Linked DNA regions of Mus musculus: region 1 is linked to region 2. The links are chromatin contacts, called in public HiCAR-type maps. All regions are on one chromosome and are shown on one strand. Each heading gives the region's core, a stretch centred on a gene start, on an enhancer-like site or on the middle of the called end of the contact. The rest is flanking DNA. Distances are from core to core; before and after follow the strand shown. Region 1 holds the start of Oxtr (oxytocin receptor). Region 2 holds the start of Gt(ROSA)26Sor (gene trap ROSA 26, Philippe Soriano).

Evidence for each region. HiCAR-type assays count read pairs that join an accessible place to other places.
Region 1: a contact with region 2 is called in a HiCAR-type map of astrocytes, with 3 times the contacts expected there. The contact joins the promoter of Oxtr here to the promoter of Gt(ROSA)26Sor in region 2. A contact is called at or near these places in 2 of 39 promoter capture datasets (both in liver) and 2 of 115 datasets of contacts at active chromatin or transcription factors (astrocytes and hepatocytes).

Annotation. Positions count from the first base shown.
Region 1 is chr6:112,486,168-112,491,145 of GRCm38.p6, forward strand. It overlaps Oxtr (oxytocin receptor), which reads right to left and starts at 3,658. Exons shown (of 2, transcript NM_001081147.2): 1 at 2,712-3,658. The coding sequence starts at 3,630.
Region 2 is chr6:113,074,547-113,079,293 of GRCm38.p6, forward strand. It overlaps Gt(ROSA)26Sor (gene trap ROSA 26, Philippe Soriano), which reads right to left and starts at 2,698. Exons shown (of 3, transcript NR_027010.1): 1 at 2,628-2,698. Setd5 (SET domain containing 5) reads left to right here and starts at 3,093. Exons shown (of 22, transcript NM_028385.1): 1 at 3,093-3,166.

The DNA of each region.
Region 1 (4,978 bases), core at 2,408-4,907, 590 kb before region 2:
GCACAGGTGAGCATTTGTCTGCCTTCTCAAACTGATACCCAGAAAGGGGGTCTCCCTCCATCACGGCTGCTACCCCTCTTTCTCGGACAGGAATAGCCCTGATGCTACTGAGAGGCCCCAATCCTACAGATGGTAACAAGTCTCTGATGCGGACTTGCTCCTTCCTGTGTGTGAGGACCTGTCAGCAGAGCCTAAAGAAGTCTAGGAGCCTTACAGCCTAGCCACTGGGAGGTGCCTTTGGGTGCTCTCACCTTCTAACTTTCCAGAACAAAGTGGTGGGGTGAAAGCAAGCAGGCCCCAGCCCCAGCCCCAGCCCCAGCCCCAGCCCCAGCCCCAGCCCCAGCCCCAGCCCCAGCCCCAGCCCCAGCCCCAGCCCAGGCTCTGCAAAAAGTTTGTTGTGGCCCAGGCTGTAGGCTTGGCTCCCCAAATCTAAAACCTCTCGGGCTTCAGGCTAAGCCCCCAGATCCAAGGCCTCCTGCTACCTTTGGCCTCCTTTCTCCCAGCGCACTGGGACGCCGGTCCTATGGGGAAAGCTGTGCAGCAAGCCTCACTCACTAGTCCTCAACATTCATCAAACCTTTGTGAGTTGGAGAGCTAAAGTCACTTGCGGCAGAACCCAGGGAGACGGCTCCATAAGTGCTCACATCCTTCCTCCTCCAGGAGCCAAAGTAGTTGAAAACTGCTCATCTGATGGCAATGTTTAGCCTGCAGAATCAAGCTGGAGGGTGTTCCAGGGCCAAGAAGGAAAAACCTGCCCAGTGTCCCTGTGCCCACCCTCTCCATGGCTTTCTACTGGGATAGGTCACTGAGGAACAAGGCCCTCCAAGGTGTCCCCACCATAGGCACTGCAGGCACTACAGGGAACTTTCCTTATCCTAAGGGCTAGACACAGAGGATCAGGGACTGACAAAGGGGCCCTGACCCAGCATCTCAGAACCAGTTAGTACAGGAGACAGGGCTGGAGGTCAGGTCTAATGGTTGACAGGATTTCCAGTCATCTCTGAACATGTCTGTGAGGATGACATTTCCAGAGAGGCTTACACAGGGAAGAAAGACCCGACCTGAATATGGGTGCCACTGTCTGTAGGCTGCAGCCTAGACTGAACAAGGAGAACTCCAGCTGGGCAACAACACTCGCCTCTGTCTGCTTTCTGCCAATGGCCTCAATGTGACCAGCCGCCTGCTATCACCCCTTCCCACCATGACGGACTGTACCCTCAAACTGCAAGCCAAGAGAAACCCTTCTTCCTTAAGTGACCTTTGTCACAGAGACAGGACTAATACTAATACAGCGGGTATCCCTCAGACTTGCCCTAAGAAGCACCCATCTGGGGTCTGCCGCCATTGGTATTAGAGTCCCTCTACACCACAGGGGCTAGGACCCTTAAATCCTGCTGAGGACGCAGCTAGGCCTGGAGCTTTATTTAAAAATTCCCACTTTAGCCTTGTACCTCACACAGCTCTCCGGCTGTGGCTGGTCATTTCCTGGTTCAGGACGCCTCAGATTGAGCTGTCAACTCTGGCCAAATTTGCTATGCGACCCAGGAGAAATGATCTTTTTAAGGCCTTTGTAATGTGTGACCAGAGACCACACAATGGACAGAGTCCTCATAGCAATCTTTGCCTCATAGCCACTTACAGGCTATCAGTAAATACCGAGTGACAGGTGACCTGGCCACTGTGGAGCAAGGCAAGACGGCTCAGTGAATCCAGGCATCTGTGGTTTCCAGAAGGGAACAGAGGAGAGCAGTGAAACTCAGGTCCCCTGCACTGAGAACCTAGCTACCCCAGCGGAGGGATTTGCTGTTGGGAACAGCGGTGATTATATCCATAATACAATTTTGCACCGTCTAGGGTTAGAACAGACAAGTCCTTTCTGGCTGGTCTGTGAGGGAGACCAGGTCCTCCTACCCTTTTCCCCAGCTCTCTGGTTCCCCAGCCTCCTCCTCCTTCCTCAGCCCCCACTGGCTTCTAATGCATGCAGGCCACCATCCTATCCTACAACCTCGCTGGTCCTCCAGGGAGGATGGCTCTTTCTTCCTGCATCACAATCACACAGCCTCCCGATCAAAGCTGACCACTGTCCCCTTGGCTCCCTCCCTTGTCACCCCAGACCTATCTCTGTCCTCTAACCTACTCACCTCTCCTTTACTTCTGCCACACGAGACACTCTGGAATTGTCTTGACCTCTCCAGCGGTCCCTTAGAAGACCTATTCAGCTTTCACTGGACACCCAGTCAGCTTTCACGGGACCAACTGTTCTTTTCTTAGGTTGACCCTATCCAATCCGGACTTTCTGTGCTCAGGCTGACTTAAACTCATAAATTAAACTCAAAGTAGAGAAAGCCTGAGCCTGTGGTCAGGATGAAAACCCACTTCCATTCTGTCTCTCTGTAGGAAAGACAGTCGCCTGCCTCAGTTTCCCCCTCCTCAATAAGAATTTTCACACTGAAAGTTGCCCCAGGCCTGCACTGGAGTTCTTGCCTGCCTTCTGGCAAGAGTTTGCACTCTCGTGGGTATTTCTATGCTGTAGTCCTGGAGACACAGAGAAGTGACCTCCTCAAAGTCCAGAGACTGATGGACCTCGGGAGTGGAGTGCCACCAGAGACTGATGATGATGTGGAACCAGAAAGACCCTAGAACCCTGGGAGTCCAGAGATAGTGGAAGTAGGGCCTGGCCCTGCCACCCTCTTCCTCTCCACCCTCACTACCTTCTTTGGGCGCATTGACGTCCCAGACGCTCCACATCTGCACGAAGAAGAAAGGCGTCCAGCACACGATGAAGGCCAGAACAATGATGAAGGTCATCTTCACTGTGCGGATTTTGGCCTTGGAGATAAGCTTGACACTACTGACCCGTGCCAACGCCGCACGGCCAGCTCCACCGGCTGCGTCACTCCCCTCGGCAGCTGCCGCCGCGGCTGCCGTCTTGAGTCGCAGATTCTGCCAGATCTTGAAGCTGATGAGACCATAGCAGGCGGCCAGCACGATGACCGGTACAATGTAGACGGCGAGCGTGATCCACGTGACGTAGGCCTTGGGTCCCCAGGGCTGGATGAAGACCGCCCAGCAATCGAAGACGCCGTCCGCCACTTCGCGCAGCGAGAAAATGTGCACCTGCGGCACGCTGGCCACCAGGCAGCCGAGCCACGTCGCCAGCACCGCCAGGCGGTCGGTTCGGCGGCGCAGTGAGCGCAGCGGCTGGCAGATGGCCAGGCAGCGGTCGAGCGACATCAGCAACAGCAGGTAGGTGGAGGCGAACATGCCCACCACCTGCAAGTATTTGACCAGACGACACAGCAGGTCGGGCCCGTAGAAGCGGAAGGTGATGTCCCACAGCAGCTGCGGGAGAACCTGGAACACGGCCACCACCAGGTCGGCGATGCTCAGGTGCTTCATGAAAAAGAAGAGGCGCGAGTGCTTGTGGCGCGTCGTACGCAGCGCCAGCAGCACGCACGCGTTGCCACTCAGAGCCAGGAACAGTATGAGACACAGGACCGCCACCTCCACGCGCGCCAGGGCCTCGTTGCGTCGTGGCGGCCCGGCCGTGAGGTTACCCTCCGCCCCTGGTGGCACTCCACTCCCGAGGTCCAACTCGATACTCCAGTTGGCTGCGGGCGTGCCCTCCATGACCAACCGCGACCGCGACCGCGACCCTGAGGGAGCACCCGGCCTTGAGGCTCTTTAAAGTGTGGCACGTGGGGCGGGGCCCGGCGCTCAGTCCAGGTGTCTATGGGAGCACTCTGGCACTGACCTGCCTGTCCTCTCCCTGAAACAAACCAGGAGAACCGTGACAAGACCGTTGCGCTTCACTTAGGACCCGCGAGTGGGGCGTGTGTGTCCCCTCCCTGGGAATTTGAAGTTACCTGAGTCTCAGTGCACCAGCCCAGCCTTGGAGCTGCGCAGTGGTGGTGACTTCTCGGTGGTGACCGTAGGAATCCTAGTTTGAGGTACCTCCTTTGAGCTTCTGCAGATGCCCCTGCGCTTAGGTCCCAGGAAAGAGTCAGCCGCTCTGCCTGCAGAGAGGAAGCTTGCGATTAACCACTCTGCCCAAGAACAAGGACACACACCCCCAGCAGCCTCTCCCCACAGAGAACCCCCAAACCTACACCTCTCCTGTCAGGACACAGCACAGCCACGCCCTAAGGGATCCCCGAAGCCAGCCCCCGTAGTAAAAAGCTTTACTACGGGTACATCTTCCTGGGGTCCCCCCAAAAGCCCATCCTTCTTCACCTCCTGCTTCCAAGACTCAGCCCCAGCTCCCACAACTTCCCAACGCCGCTTGCTTCCGGAGGGACTCCCGCCTGCGAGCATAGTGCCCCCTCCTTACCTCCCACCCACCCCCACCCCCACCCCCACCCCCGCGCAACGCAAGGCTGCTATGCCAAAGACCCCAGAGGACGCCTTTCACAGAATCCCCAGCCCAGGAGCCCCGACAGTCAGGGGCTTTGCACCTTCGTCCAAGCTGTCACTTTTCAGTCTCTCTCGGTACACCCTGAGCACCTCCCGGAACCAGAGACGTGAAACGCGCCAGATCCTTCCCTCCGAACCTGAGGGTCCTACAGGTAGGTCCTAGGCATCCTGTCGCCACAGTGCGCAGGACCCAGCCACTTGAAGCGAGACTGCAGGTTAGCCCAAAGTTGCCTTGCCACCGGGGAAGTTGCACCACAGTGGATGGCCTCAGAGATGCATGGATTCTCCGCCCAGATTGGGAAAGCTGCTGGCGCCACCCTCCGTGCCACCAGGGGTAGAGATCTCGGCGTCTTTGCAAACTCCTACCTAGCCTGCGGCTTTGCTGGTGGCTGGATGCCTTAGGAAGGCAAGGGGAGAGCGCCAGCCAGGCTGTGAGCTGACCGAGTCAGCGCGCGGCGCTGTCTGAAGCTTTTCCACAACGGGAACCCTGAGCTGCGGCACCACATATGTCCGCTAGGGGGCAGAGCAAACCGGCCGCGGCGATCCCAGTGATCCGGGTCAGCTA
Region 2 (4,747 bases), core at 1,448-3,947:
TCTCTTTAAAAAAAAAAAAAAGAAGAAGAAGGAGGATTTATTTATTTAATGTGAATACACTTGTGGTCTTCAGACACACCAGAAGAGGGCATCAGATCCCATTACAGATGGTTGTGAGCCACCATGTGGTTGCTGGGAATTGAACTCAGGACTTCTGGAAGAGCAGTCTGTGCTCTTGAACTCCGAGCCACCTCTCCAGCCCCTGGATAGTATTATTATAGAGCACAAGCACACACAACACAACAACCTAAAAACCAAGCTTCACAAATACATTTGTTGCTTAATCATTTTACTTGTGTTTGGCTACAAGTCAAGCAAAATTATAGGTCCTGAAGAAGCTTGGCAAAATCACATTTAGACCAGCAATAACGTGTAGAATGCCATGAGTCAAGCCAGTCCAAGAGAAAGCACTGCTTAAATAGAAAAAATACAAGCTCACAAGACCTTAGGTCAGGAAAGACAACAAACACCTGAACTTTGCATTCCAAAAGGAACCACCTTTTACAGATGTGTACAATGACAAAATTTTAGTAAGCAGTAATCAATACCATGTGGCTCAATAATGAAATATACCTTTTAATGTCTTAAAATATCAGCCTGGCAATATGTAAGATACATCAGGTAATATTGGGGGAGGAGACATCCACCTGGAAACCATTAATGGTTAATAGCTCAGTTTATAAATGGAGAAAAAGGAGAGAGGCATTCATGGGAGTGGAAAGTTAAGCTTTAGGTTGGATTCTCAATACATCTATTGTTGTAAAACTCCCTGGACTGAGAATAGGCCCAAATGTGGAACACCACCTGACGGGAGAGGTGATAGACACTGAAAATTAAGGATCAAGGCAAAGGATCAACAAAAAGTGTACTAAGGAGTTATAAAAGAACTGCAGTGTTGAGGCCCCAGCTACAGCCTCGATTTGTGGTGTATGTAACTAATCTGTCTGGTTTCATGAGTCATCAGACTTCTAAGATCAGGAAAGGGAAAATGCCAATGCTCTGTCTAGGGGTTGGATAAGCCAGTATAATAAATGAAAATGGGGCTAAAATGAGTGTTCTAAAATACCTTTTGATAAGGCTGCAGAAGGAGCGGGAGAAATGGATATGAAGTACTGGGCTCTTTAAAAATGATTAAAATTCTGCTTACATAGTCTAACTCGCGACACTGTAATTTCATACTGTAGTAAGGATCTCAAGCAGGAGAGTATAAAACTCGGGTGAGCATGTCTTTAATCTACCTCGATGGAAAATACTCCGAGGCGGATCACAAGCAATAATAACCTGTAGTTTTGCTGCATAAAACCCCAGATGACTACCTATCCTCCCATTTTCCTTATTTGCCCCTATTAAAAAACTTCCCGACAAAACCGAAAATCTGTGGGAAGTCTTGTCCCTCCAATTTTACACCTGTTCAATTCCCCTGCAGGACAACGCCCACACACCAGGTTAGCCTTTAAGCCTGCCCAGAAGACTCCCGCCCATCTTCTAGAAAGACTGGAGTTGCAGATCACGAGGGAAGAGGGGGAAGGGATTCTCCCAGGCCCAGGGCGGTCCTCAGAAGCCAGGAGGCAGCAGAGAACTCCCAGAAAGGTATTGCAACACTCCCCTCCCCCCTCCGGAGAAGGGTGCGGCCTTCTCCCCGCCTACTCCACTGCAGCTCCCTTACTGATAACAACTCAGAGCGACTTTGGGAGAGCAAGTGCTTCCTGCCTCCAAAACAGCCCAACTGAGCCCTCGCTCCTTCCCTCCACTCCCCGGAGTGCGCGATGGAGGTCTGGCTCAGCACGCCCCTCTTGAGGCAACTCAAGTCGGAAACGTGCTTGCACCCGCCCCGCAGCCGCTCAGCCCTACTGCCCGTCCCCGCCCCCAGCGCGCGCTTCCTGCCACGTTGCGCAGGGGCGCGCGGCCAGACTCTGCGGCGCGGGGCCGAGGGGAGGGCCGGAACCTGGGAGCGCCTCCTCGCCGCCCCCGCTGGCCGGCGGATGGACTCAACTTGCACGAACACGAGCCAATGGCAAGGGCCAGTTTTCTGGGCCCCGAGAGCCAATCAGACGACGAGGCCCGGCCGGCGGCGGGTAAAACGACTCCCCCAGAGGAAGGGGAGGGTGGGCGGCCGCTCGCGCGCGAGCTACTTTCGCTGACCCTCCCTCCCCTCCCCCGCCCCGCCAGAGGCCGACCGCGCCCGCACGTCCAGCTCGCCTCACCCCACCTACCTCCCGCCCCACCCAGTGGGCAGAGCGAGGCTGCCGGCGGCTGCGCACTCCGGCTGCCGTTAACTGACAGGCGCCTTACGCCAACCAAAACACGCCATTTGTGTTTTCACACACGGCGGGAGGAAAAGAAGCCAATCAGCGACGAGACGTCGGCCGGAAGCGCTCCTCCGCTGCCCCCCCCCCCCCGAGCCATGGCCGCGTCCGGTGGAGACTTTTCCGCTCCCTTCTCCCTCCCCCTCCGGTTGCTGCAGGGCGGACCGCATTCCTGCCCACCACCCGCTTGCCCCTTCCAGCGTCACGACTCGTACCCGGCTGTCTCACAGAACGGCTCCACCACGCTCGGAGGGCCTGCCGCGGCCGCCCATCCCCGCAAACGCACCAAGCCGCCCTCCCGCCAGAGTCCCGATCCCCTACCTAGCCGAGGCTCTCTGAGGAGCCGGAGCCCCAAAGCACAGCCTCTTCTTTAGGCGGCCCCGGCAGCCTCCGCTGATTGGCGGCGCACCGGCCAATAAGTGTGGGGCGGTGGGCGGAGAGGCCAATGGCGCGGCGGGAGGGGGCGTGTCCCGCGTGCCCCTGGCGCCGGCACTGGGAATCCCCGTGCGGTCAGTGGCGTTTCCGCTCGGGCAGCGGGCTGAGTGAGCTGCCGCCGCTGCCGCCGCTGCCGCCGCCGGGGGAGGGGCGGCCGCCGCCCGCCTGCGCTCAGAGACTCACGCAGCCCTAGTCCCGCCAGTCCGCCAACACAGTAGTGCCGGCCCCCTCCGCCCCTGGCCCTCCCCCTCCCCGCCTCGGGCTCGCTCCGCCTTTTCTGCCCCCCACCCCCACCTCACGGGTACGGGCCATTCCCGGCCAGGAAACGCCGTGGCGCCGCGTTGGGCCTAACTCGAGTCTCGCTGCCTCCCGGGAGTGCCGTGCGCCGCAGCCCGGGCCCAGGCCCCGGCAGCGCCTGGGTCAAGGTAAGGGTCCAACAGAAAAGAGACACCGAACCACACGACCGGGCCCCGGGGGAAAGAAGGGTCACCTCAGTCTCCCTGCGTTCCCTCTCCTCGGGGTCGTGGGCCTGGGCCTCCCCAGCCTGGTAGCAGGAAGATGCTTGCCCTTTTCGTCTTCTCAGCTACCTTTACACACCATTGCACCGCTCTTGCCCAGAGAGAAAGGCTCTCCTTCATCTAGTCGACCCCACTACCTTTTTAATGTCTTCCCTGGGTCAGGACTCTTCCCCTCCCCCTACTCTGGTCTCCCCTTTTTGCCTGGGTATTGCCTACTCCACGTTTATACCCTTTTCAGGAGAGGCCTCCCAACCCTGCTCTCAAAATACACATACTTTTTTTTCTGTCCCTGAGCCCCCCACCTCCCCTGTTCTTGCGGCCTTGTGACAACTCTGGTCGCTCGTGGGGGCCCAGTCCTCCCCTCCATAATCTTCCTGAACGCCTCTCCTCTGGTTTTCCAGTTCCTATCTCAGATGGCTGCTGCTTTTCCCACACCAAAGACATTACCTTCGCCACCCCCACCTCACATTCTTGGACTCCCTGTGGCGTATGCCCCAGTATCCTTGCGATATCCCTGTTGAATTTGTAGGGTTCTAGCCTGGAATTGAGCCAGATTTTGTCGTTTTCCCTGCCTAGGGCGTGGAGAGCGATCTTTTAAGAACGACTCTAAAGAAGAGGGGGAGGGATATGCCCCTATGAATCCGTGCAAGCCAAGATCCTAGGTAAATGGTAGTGGGCAAAAGCCCTGGTTTTAGTAGGTAATCGCTCAGAAGGAAAGTTTTAACTCCTGGGAAAGCCCCTTCTATGCTAATTTATTCTATCGGGCGCCTTTGCCTTTCTCATTCTTAGGAATAAGGATCTTTCTCCTGTGTACTGATGCTGCAGCCCGCCCTGCTGGCCTGGGTCAGGGGTGCGTGGATGACCTGCATTTTCTGCTTTCTCATGTTACTTGTGTAACGTCTTCACCAGCAACTCATTTTTCGCCCAGAGCTCTGGGCTCTGGGTTTTGTCTATACCTGGATTCCTTTTGCCAATTGTTCCTGTGCTCAAAATACTTAAAAAGATTCAGGTTCTCGAATTTCCTCCATACCTTGACTAAATTGTTTTTAGATGACATATTTGTGACCAAGGTCATGTTTACATTACTTCCTTGCTTATATGTTAAATACCTATACTTTTGATTGGGGAGGATCCAGATGGAGGAGGTTCCAGGAGGAGGTTTGTGTGCAGCATATTGAGAGGAAAGTGTTTTGATGGTTAATTTGATATTAATAATGGTTTAGGTCGCTAGGAGGAAAACTTTAAGAGGTTATTTTAGATGTGTGCAATCTGACCTAGGACTAAAGCAGAGAATACTGACATAATTAGAGATTTCTGAGTTTGGAGGACACAGGAATTTCTTTTCCCTGGATTTCTTCCAGTTTTCTCAGGAGGATCATTAGTTCTCTGTCCAAAATTTGTGGCCTGTTATGGGATTAGAGGCTTTAAGGTTATTCAGATTGTCATGTGTAGAATATTGAGTTATGTTCTTTGGTAGGACATGACCCA